Regions from separate parts of the Anser cygnoides genome. Here region 2 is linked to region 1. Evidence: chromatin contacts called from public Hi-C data. All regions are on one chromosome and are shown on one strand. The core of a region is the stretch at or near the end of the contact, and the rest is flanking DNA. Distances in the headings are between cores, read along the strand shown.

Evidence for each region. A called contact is a pair of places that touch in the nucleus more often than the background predicts.
Region 2: a Hi-C map of granulosa cells shows a contact between it and region 1, with 2.3 times the contacts expected there. The contact joins the promoter of CYCS here to the promoter of GSDME in region 1. A contact is called at or near these places in 3 of 7 Hi-C or Micro-C datasets (fetal liver, granulosa cells and liver).

Annotation. Positions count from the first base shown.
Region 1 is chr2:34,983,771-34,987,941 of Taihu_goose_T2T_genome, reverse strand. It overlaps GSDME (gasdermin E), which reads left to right and starts at 1,500. Exons shown (of 11, transcript XM_048070267.2): 1 at 1,500-1,583; 2 at 2,727-2,780. LOC106030217 (a long non-coding RNA gene) reads right to left here and starts at 1,498. Exons shown (of 4, transcript XR_007165663.2): 1 at 1,362-1,498; 2 at 267-401.
Region 2 is chr2:35,126,167-35,130,559 of Taihu_goose_T2T_genome, reverse strand. It overlaps CYCS (cytochrome c, somatic), which reads left to right and starts at 1,982. Exons shown (of 3, transcript XM_048070319.2): 1 at 1,982-2,116; 2 at 2,449-2,625; 3 at 2,800-4,038. The coding sequence starts at 2,457. The coding sequence ends at 2,948. LOC106030153 (a long non-coding RNA gene) reads right to left here and starts at 1,973. Exons shown (of 4, transcript XR_001203548.3): 1 at 1,601-1,973; 2 at 520-641; 3 at 1-16.

The sequences.
Region 1 (4,171 bases), core at 251-2,750:
TTTTTTTCTATTACCCCATAAAAAAAATAAATTATCACATATGCAGATACTTACTTAGTAACATTCAGGTTATTTGCTCTGTGAGCAGGTGCAGCCTAAGAAGATAAATCTATTTATCATTGATTCACTGAGGGTGTCACTTAGGAGAATCAGAAAGGGATGACAGACTAATATCTGCTAAAATTAACTGGAAGTTTTGGATGATGTATGTAGTTAACAGAATGGAAGACATGGATACTACTTGCCCAATATACATTAACTGTTACCTCTCGCTCAGGACTGTTCATTTAAGGGCATCCAGCGTTCAACTTTTCTTCTAAAGGCCAGGCTTTGCTCCATTAAGATCTGGTGCTTCAACATTTGTGACCATCCCCCACAGTCCCAAATGCTCTCTCTTTGACCTAGAAGTGAAGAATCTGGCTTGTGGCATGGTTCACTTGGAAAATATTTCCTTGATGCTCAGTAAATATCTTGAAGAATTACTCCTTATGTTTCCATGGACTCATCAATTTCTCCCTGGACCAGTCCTATCGTAAGCACTGAATTTCTATTATTCTGGTGTTGCCTTGCTTTCAAAGAGGTGAGCTACAGTCACTGAGCTCACTGTATTACACTACACTTCATAAACCCGTCTACCACACTCCATTGACTGCATTCCTCATTTTCCAGTGCTGTTCAAGGCTTGAACCAGACTGAGAACCAGAAAACTTGTCTTGGGAACTCCCATTTGGACTGGGGCTTTGACTGGACTCCAGCCATGCCAACAGCACTGACCCCAACGTTGCAAATCTGCAGCCGCACACACAGCAGGGGCATTGCCTCCAGCAGATTTCATACACAAGGTGTTGATCCTCTGACCGTCAGCAATCCCAGTCAGGTTTGAGAGGATGTCTCAGGAATTTTGTATGTAATTATGTCATAAAATGCCATCATCTGGCAGTTCTCAGGGAAAAGCTGCCTGTGCTATGCGACTGGAAGCAACGTAGCAAAATGAACCGTCCCCTCCCCTGGCTGAGCTGACAGGAAAATCCAAGCCCTCCGCCTCAGCCCCCCTCAGGGCCATGCCACCACACGGGGGTCCCTGCCGCACACACAACCACCCCCGGCACCAGGGCTCAGCGGGCAGCGCCCGCCATGACCGGCAGCCCAGACCCCAGTGCAGCTGCCCTTCAACTCCTGAGGAAGGTGAGGGGCACGGGCAGCCAGGAGGAAGGCGATGGAGCCAGGGACTCCGTGGAAGCCGCCCTGGGGCTTCGCTAGCGGACAGCAACAGCTCCCCTCACCCTGCCGGGCCCAGCATCCATCTGCTGGGCGGCGGCCGCTGAGCCACAAAATGGCGGCGGCGCTCGGTCCCGCCTCACCCCGCGTCCCGGGGCGCCGGCACCCGGGCGGGGCTTTGCGCCTCGCCTCGCCCCGCCGCGGTGCTGTCCGTCCTCGCCGGCCCTCGGCGCTGGCCAGGAGCCCCCCTGCTCCCGGTGCTGCCCCGGGCTCCCCTCGGGGCATCGCCCCCTGCGCCTCGCATCGCATCGGGGCGGGGCGAGGCGCATCCCCGGGGCGCGGCGGCGGGGATCAGCGGGGCAGCCGTGAGTACCGGGGCGGGCCCGGGGAGGCGGAGGGGCCGGCAGTGCCGGCAGTGCCCCTGCTGAGCCCCCTTTTCCCCGCTGAGGGGCTGAGGGAGTGGGGCCACAGTGGGGTCCACAGCCCGCATCCGAGCCCTGCTGCCCCGTGTGCGCGGGGCCGCCCCTGTCAGGTACCGCTGCGGCGGCCTCGGGGAAAAGCCAGGCTCTGGTTTCCCTTCCGTGCCTGCCCGTATGCCACCCGGCTGCTTTAAGGAAGCAAAAAAACCCAGAACCCAAACCGCAAACCCTAGAGGTTGAATCACTGCAAATCACGCGTGGTGCAGGAGCGTCGGAGGGGAAGCGCAGCACTTGGGTGCCTGCTGCCGCTGCCTCAGTGCCGGGCTTGGTGAGGGCGGCACATGGCTGCGTGCCCACACGAAGCGCCTCATCCCTCAGGGCCGGCATCACCGTCTGCCCCGACCCCAGGTGTGCAGCTGTGGGGTGCTGCGAGGTGAGCATCCCCAAAATGGGACCTGGTGGGATGGTGGCAGCTGGCCTCGGGGTGAGGGCACCATGGCCCTTGTGGCAGGGCACGTTAAACCCGGGGGGGTTCGTGTGGCACCAAGTCATCTGAGGCACGTGCTGGAAGATCCTCAAGGCTCAGAAGAGAGAGCTTGTGAGCTTTTGTGGCTTTTTGTTTAAATATAACTTATCTAGAAAGCAGGCAAAAATAACTTTAAGGTTTCGTAATAAAATACATGTACTGCTTGCCATCTCTTGCTGACTTCAGGAGCCTTTCAGGACAAGCTCTGACTTGGTTAGAATTCAGAGGGTGACACATGGTAAAGTTAAAGTCTGGCAGCTCTTCTGACTGCATGCCTACTGCTTGGTCCTCTTCGGTCTGCAAGAGTTGTCCTTAGCATGCCTTTACGACAAAATGTGACCTATTTGGTAGTCCAGTTGTCCCTCACTTCCCAAGTTGCCTGTGGACTGTGGTGTTCTGGGTAACCTTACATTGAATGGAAAAAAGGTGTTGGTTTGGGGGGTTTTATTGGTATGTTTTGTAAAGTGCATGTGTATACAGAATGTCAGAAATATTGGGCAGCTGTTCAGAACTTCTGTGCTGACAAAGGTAAAATCTGATTATTCATTAAATGTTTTTTTCAGATCTAATGATCTACTATATTGAGTTACGGAGCTGTGGTAAATGAAAGAAGCAGGGTAAGGTTTGTTTCTTTGAATAATCGGTAAAGTTGCTGTAAATATCTTTACATGATCTCATCCTGTTCATTGAATAATCTGCCCATAGCCCAGGTTCAGGCTAATTTAAAATTTTTTGGTAGGCGAGCAAGCTACTCCTCCATCCTTTTCTGCTTTCACACCTAGCTATCAATCTGCAAGAGTGAATTCACTCTGACAAGCTTTTCCTACCAGCTTTGATATCTTCCTTTTTAATTCTGCCAAACCAAGCATGGTTCTAACAAAGCTTTTCAGAGCAAGAAACAGCAAAAGGAGAGTTTTCTTAATGCTGTGTCTGTGACCACTCTGTGATCATTTGGTCAGGATGCCCTCGATCCTGGTAGTTGTATTAACTCTCAGTAGTGTGTCATTTTGTGAATGAGTGAAACAAGATACTCGGGTGCATTTTAGGGTGAATGTTAAAGGCACTATACCCAAACAAATATAATTTGGATAGAATATTGTTACTTTGCAGGTACTGCTGCACCAGCAAATACACTCATTGCAAAGACAGTCCCAATGCAGCAAAGTGTAGGAGACGTTGATATTGTCATCCTGATGCTAAAGACAGTACCAGCTATCCTACCTGGTGAGCCTCTGCAGTTTTCATAAGCACTCTGTGGTCTTTCTCAGATGTCCGTTTTGTCCACCAAAAGCCTGGTAACTGTGAGCGAAGTGAAACCACCATGAATAAGAAAGGAGTTTTATAGAATGGTGTCATTGGTTCTTCTCATGAGATTTAGTGAGTGTGTAACAGAAAGACAAATCACAAGAACTGTGGTGGTTTTTTTTTCCTTCTCCAATATCTCTTCTCATAAGCTCCTTAGGATTGGTGGGCTTTTTTCATTTAAGACAGTATGCCCACGTGAGTCCATTGTGTCGAAATGGGATCAGAATGAATGAGCAATCAATCACATAAAGCACAGAAATCCTTGAAGAAAGGGAACAGTGGCTAATGCGGGGCAAATTGCCGTGATGGTCCCCTCCATTACAAATCAGTCATCTGGTTAGTTGTGAAATATAAAGTCATATAAAAGAAGTCCCCAAACCCTCCACCCTCGCTGTTTTTCTTTTTTTTCTTTTTTTCTCTGCTGCAGTAGAGCTACATTGCTTAGTAAAACTACATTACACTGAGATTAAAACGGGGGAAATTTATGGAGAATAAATTTAAGAATGCAAAAATCAAACTCAGTTTAGAGCCTAGGAAAAGGTAAGGGAAAAAGAAAGTCCGTGGAAATACTCCCAGTATGTATAGCTGGGACTGTGCTGCGAGTTTGTTGTAGCCTCAGTTTATTATGAAAGCCTCAGAAGACTTAAGTAAAATGTTAGGAGACTGACATTGTTCAGATCCTTTCCCTCGAAATGTTGTTGGG
Region 2 (4,393 bases), core at 733-3,232, 140 kb before region 1:
ATAGCAATAATTTTGGCTGCAAAAGAACCGTTGTTCTAGTTTATAATGATCTGAAGTAGTACAAATACAAAGGCATTTCAGGTGTAACCACAGGGAATAACTGTCAGACTAAAACGCAAACGTTCCAGGCAAACCACATCAAAGCAAACATTTCAATTAATTTTAATACATGGGAAAGTAATTGTGCATTCAAAATGAGTCAAATGAGTCAATTTAGTTTACTCCTGCAATGCAAAGCCGCAAAAGCCCTGACTTTGTCTTCTGCATTGCCTCTAGATATCCCACAATATATTCTGTCCTACAATATAACTTCTACAAACAATACAGTATGCAAACCCATGAATATTCCATTTTGTAATATTTACACCTTCACAGAATGGTACTGCATCAAAGCAGCGGGCAGTCACTCACACAGCAGCATCTGTGTGGTCAGGTGTAAGGCAGATATTAGAAGATAAGAAATGAACTTTTATAAGAAAATAAGAGTTCATTTTACAGACTGATCTTTGGTATATCCACCTTTAGCACTGAAAGCCTCCCAGGTTCAGTATCTTCCCCGAGAGCATTTCATTATTTCATATATTTAACAAAACCAGATTCAACTGTCTTCAGTCAAGCCACAGTTTTCAAAAACAGCTTACCTGAGGAAAAAAAAATAAAAAAAATATTAAAAAAAAAGGAAAGAAAAGAAAATTGCTACAATGTCCTTCCACATGCATCACAAGGGGTAACTGTGAAGCTCAACATGCAATGCCTAGTATGGAGTACACATTTTTAGACACCAAAAACTAAAAGAAATGAAGGCAATTAGAGATGCCTGAAGTATGCATTCTATGAACAAAAGGAAATCTTTTGAATTGATGTCAGTAATTAGCGCACATCAAGTCCTTAAAGAAGCTTGCATCAGACCACATCAAGTGCTTAAAGAAGCTTAAGAATTTACACCACTGTGATTTCTTAAAGCAGCTTAAAAGGCACTTTCTGCTCTTTCTCTTTTAAAGATAAAAGAGGCCAGGGGTCATGCCAGGAGTCTTGTGGTATTAAGTTACATACATCTGACACCTGAAGTCATATGAGACACACAACCCTTATCAAAAAAAATACAGTCTATGGTGCTTGCAACAATGATAAAAAGTCTAAAAACGTGAGTCAAGTGCAGTATGAAGGTTAAAAACCAAATGGCAAATAAAGTAATGTCTTTATCGTCTCGTCTAAAAGACGGTGTCTTTAAATTTAAGTTAGCATATTTTCAGTCAACCTCATAACTCTGGGAGCCTGGTTTGAGATCTGAGTTTAGCAACAGAAGTCAAGATGCCGTTTTAAGGTGATTCCCTTGCACGTGTTACGTTACCCTGCTCCCAACAGAGCAATGAATTTAACCACATCATAAGCAAATGAGTTTCATTATGGTAAGTTTACAGTTGAGGACACCGTTAATTGCTAAAGCTTTGCAGCAGACTGACATGGTGTACGTGTATTTACTATGTGCTGAGCGGTAAAACGCTAGAAAGTGGACAAAATTATGTGTGACGCTCCAGGCATGACAAGTAGCGGATAAAAACGTGCCCCCATCAAACGAGGAGCGATAATTTGCTTGTACAATTACTGTATGCTCGTGCACGCCCCGCAGCGCACTGAGGCGCTCCCCAGGCCTCTCTTGGGGTCCCTTCCCCTTGGCAACCGAGGGGCGGGGCCGGCCGTTACGTCACGGCCACTGCCCCCCGGGGCCGCCCTGACCACGCGCTCGGGGCGCCGCGCGACCTTTGCTTCGCTTTCCGCTGTGCGCATGCGCCGTGCGCCTGCCCCCTTTCCCCGCCCGTTACGTCACAGCGCTCCGCACGGCGCCTTCCGCAGGAAGCGCGAGGCAGCCCGCCGGCCGCAACCTATCTCGCTAGCCTGCGGCGCCGCGACATTAACATTGACAGACAGGCGTTCTAACCAATCAGAAGCCGATAGGGGGGCTCTGATTGGCTAGCGCGCCAGAGTGGGCGGGCGGTAGGTTGCGGCGCGGTTTGGCTGCACCGACACCGGGTTACATAGGGCGGAGTCCGGCGTGTCCTTGGGCAGACGCCGGGCGGTGCGGGGCGGCCGGGGAAAGGCGGTGGCGGCGGGGCAGGTGCGGGGGCCGCGGCCTGCGGGGGGCATGGGTCTAGGCTTGGTGGGCCTGGGCTCCGCTTCCTGCCGCTGGGGCTGGAGCCTGGGCCTGGGCGCTGCCGTGTCCCGGCGGGACCGTTAAGGACCGTTAGGGCCGGGCCGGGCCGGGGGGGTCTGGCTGTGTGTAACGTTCAAACCCAGCGGGTGCCGCTGGAGTGTAGGCGTTCAGAGCAGTTCCTGGGTGCGCGGGCCGCGGATGTGGTGTTGGGAGCCAGCACGGGTCCCGGCAGAGCCCCCGTGGGGGAGTTGACCTTGGTGTTGGCGCGCTGACCTCTCCGTGTGTTCCCGCTCTAGCGCTGAAGATGGGGGACGTCGAGAAGGGCAAGAAGATCTTCGTGCAGAAATGCTCCCAGTGCCATACGGTTGAGAAGGGAGGCAAGCACAAGACCGGACCCAACCTACACGGCCTGTTTGGGCGCAAGACTGGGCAGGCTGAGGGCTTCTCGTACACAGATGCTAATAAGAATAAAGGTAAGCGTAAAGCTGCTTCTCTGGGTTACTGGGGGCAAAAACGTTCAGTTCTTGATGATAGTCTTAGAAGTATCAAAGTCGTAAGTATCTGTCAGAAAGTAAAATAACATGGAGGACAAGGAAAGAAATGTTTCACTTTTGACAGCTCCAAACATCTTTTTTTCTTCTTTCCAGGTATCACCTGGGGTGAGGATACTCTGATGGAGTATTTGGAAAATCCAAAGAAGTATATCCCAGGAACAAAGATGATTTTCGCGGGTATTAAGAAGAAGTCCGAGAGAGCAGACTTAATAGCATATCTCAAAGATGCCACTGCGAAGTAGAAGTTATCTGCTGCCTTATTTATTTCACAAAGGAGATGGCAATGGAAATATCTGTGACAAGATTGGTTTTTAAACATTCTATTTTTACATGTACTATGTCTAACCTTAAAATTGGTCTTACCCATCAGATAACGTTGCTCATGGTGGGATGCTGGACTACACGCTTGTTTGGCAGCCACTAACTTATGGAAACTATGTAATTGGATTGATTTAAATGAATATAATGTTCAGTCATTCTTGATCATGGAATTAAAAAAAAAAAGACAAAACAACACTTCTGGCCTCTTCATTGTTTAAAAAAAAAAAAAAAGCATTGAATGAGTAATTGTTAATAGTATAACAGGTTTGGCAGCCTAACTTTTTGAGATGAAAAAGGAGGATGGGCCTTGGCATCTTCCACCATAAGTCTGCGACATTACTTTAAAGATTTGCTTAAAAAAAAAAAAAATTAAAAAATATTTTTCTAAGTTTGATCAGTACAAGGTGTTATGTTATATATTAATCTGTCTAAAGCTTGGAATAAGAATACAATTTCACTTTCTTATTAATTGTGAAATGGTAACTGTGCTCAGGCACTTTTATCTAGGGGAAGCATGTTACTTGATTTATCTGGGCTTTGACAGTTGCATGCACCAGTAGAGTATAACTCCAGAAACCTCTTCATTTTTGTAAATGTTGTTGAAACCATGTGTTCAGTAAGTCTTCAGAAAACAGCAATTTGTAGTGTAATGAAAGAAAAACATGATGTTCTGGAAAGATAATCACTAAAGACCAAGTTGAGAGTTAACAAAATCTTATTTCAGCAGAAGCGCTAACCTAAAATCTACTGTTAAAAGCAACTTCTGATGAAGAGGTACAGGAATAAATGCAGTGGTAGACTGTAAACAGTGGTAAACAGTCTTCCTCTGTGCCTGCCTGGAGCCTATATCACTACAGAAGGTTCTGTTTCATGTGTAAAGCAGTATTTTAGCATTCTAACTGCATTTTTTTCAAATTAAGTGAATTGTTCAGCTGAATGTATTTACTGTGTATCAACAGTAAGGCACAACTTGGAGTGATCAATCTGATAAATTAAAAGTATTGAAAGTTTTGTTCGCTGTATGTGTCTGAAATTAAGTGAGAAACAGTGGGGGCAAAGAGGAAAGTTGGGTGTCTGGCTTTGTCATTACAAGACGAGCAAAAGCTCAGCATGAAAAAAGTAAATGCTAATGGAGCTAGCGTGAAAAGTACTCTGTGTGGCAAAGTTAGAAAGTATTTCAAACTAGAACCAGCACAGCTAGGCTATCCTACCTGTTTTTTAACACTACTTTTGTTGCACTTCCCAAATTGGATGGGGTGGAAAACTCAAAATAGCATGAAAGCTGTAGGTGTGCTGCAGAATTGATATTTCTGAGTTAACGTCAGGTAGAACAGCATGCTTAACAATCAAGTTTTGAAGGGCTGTT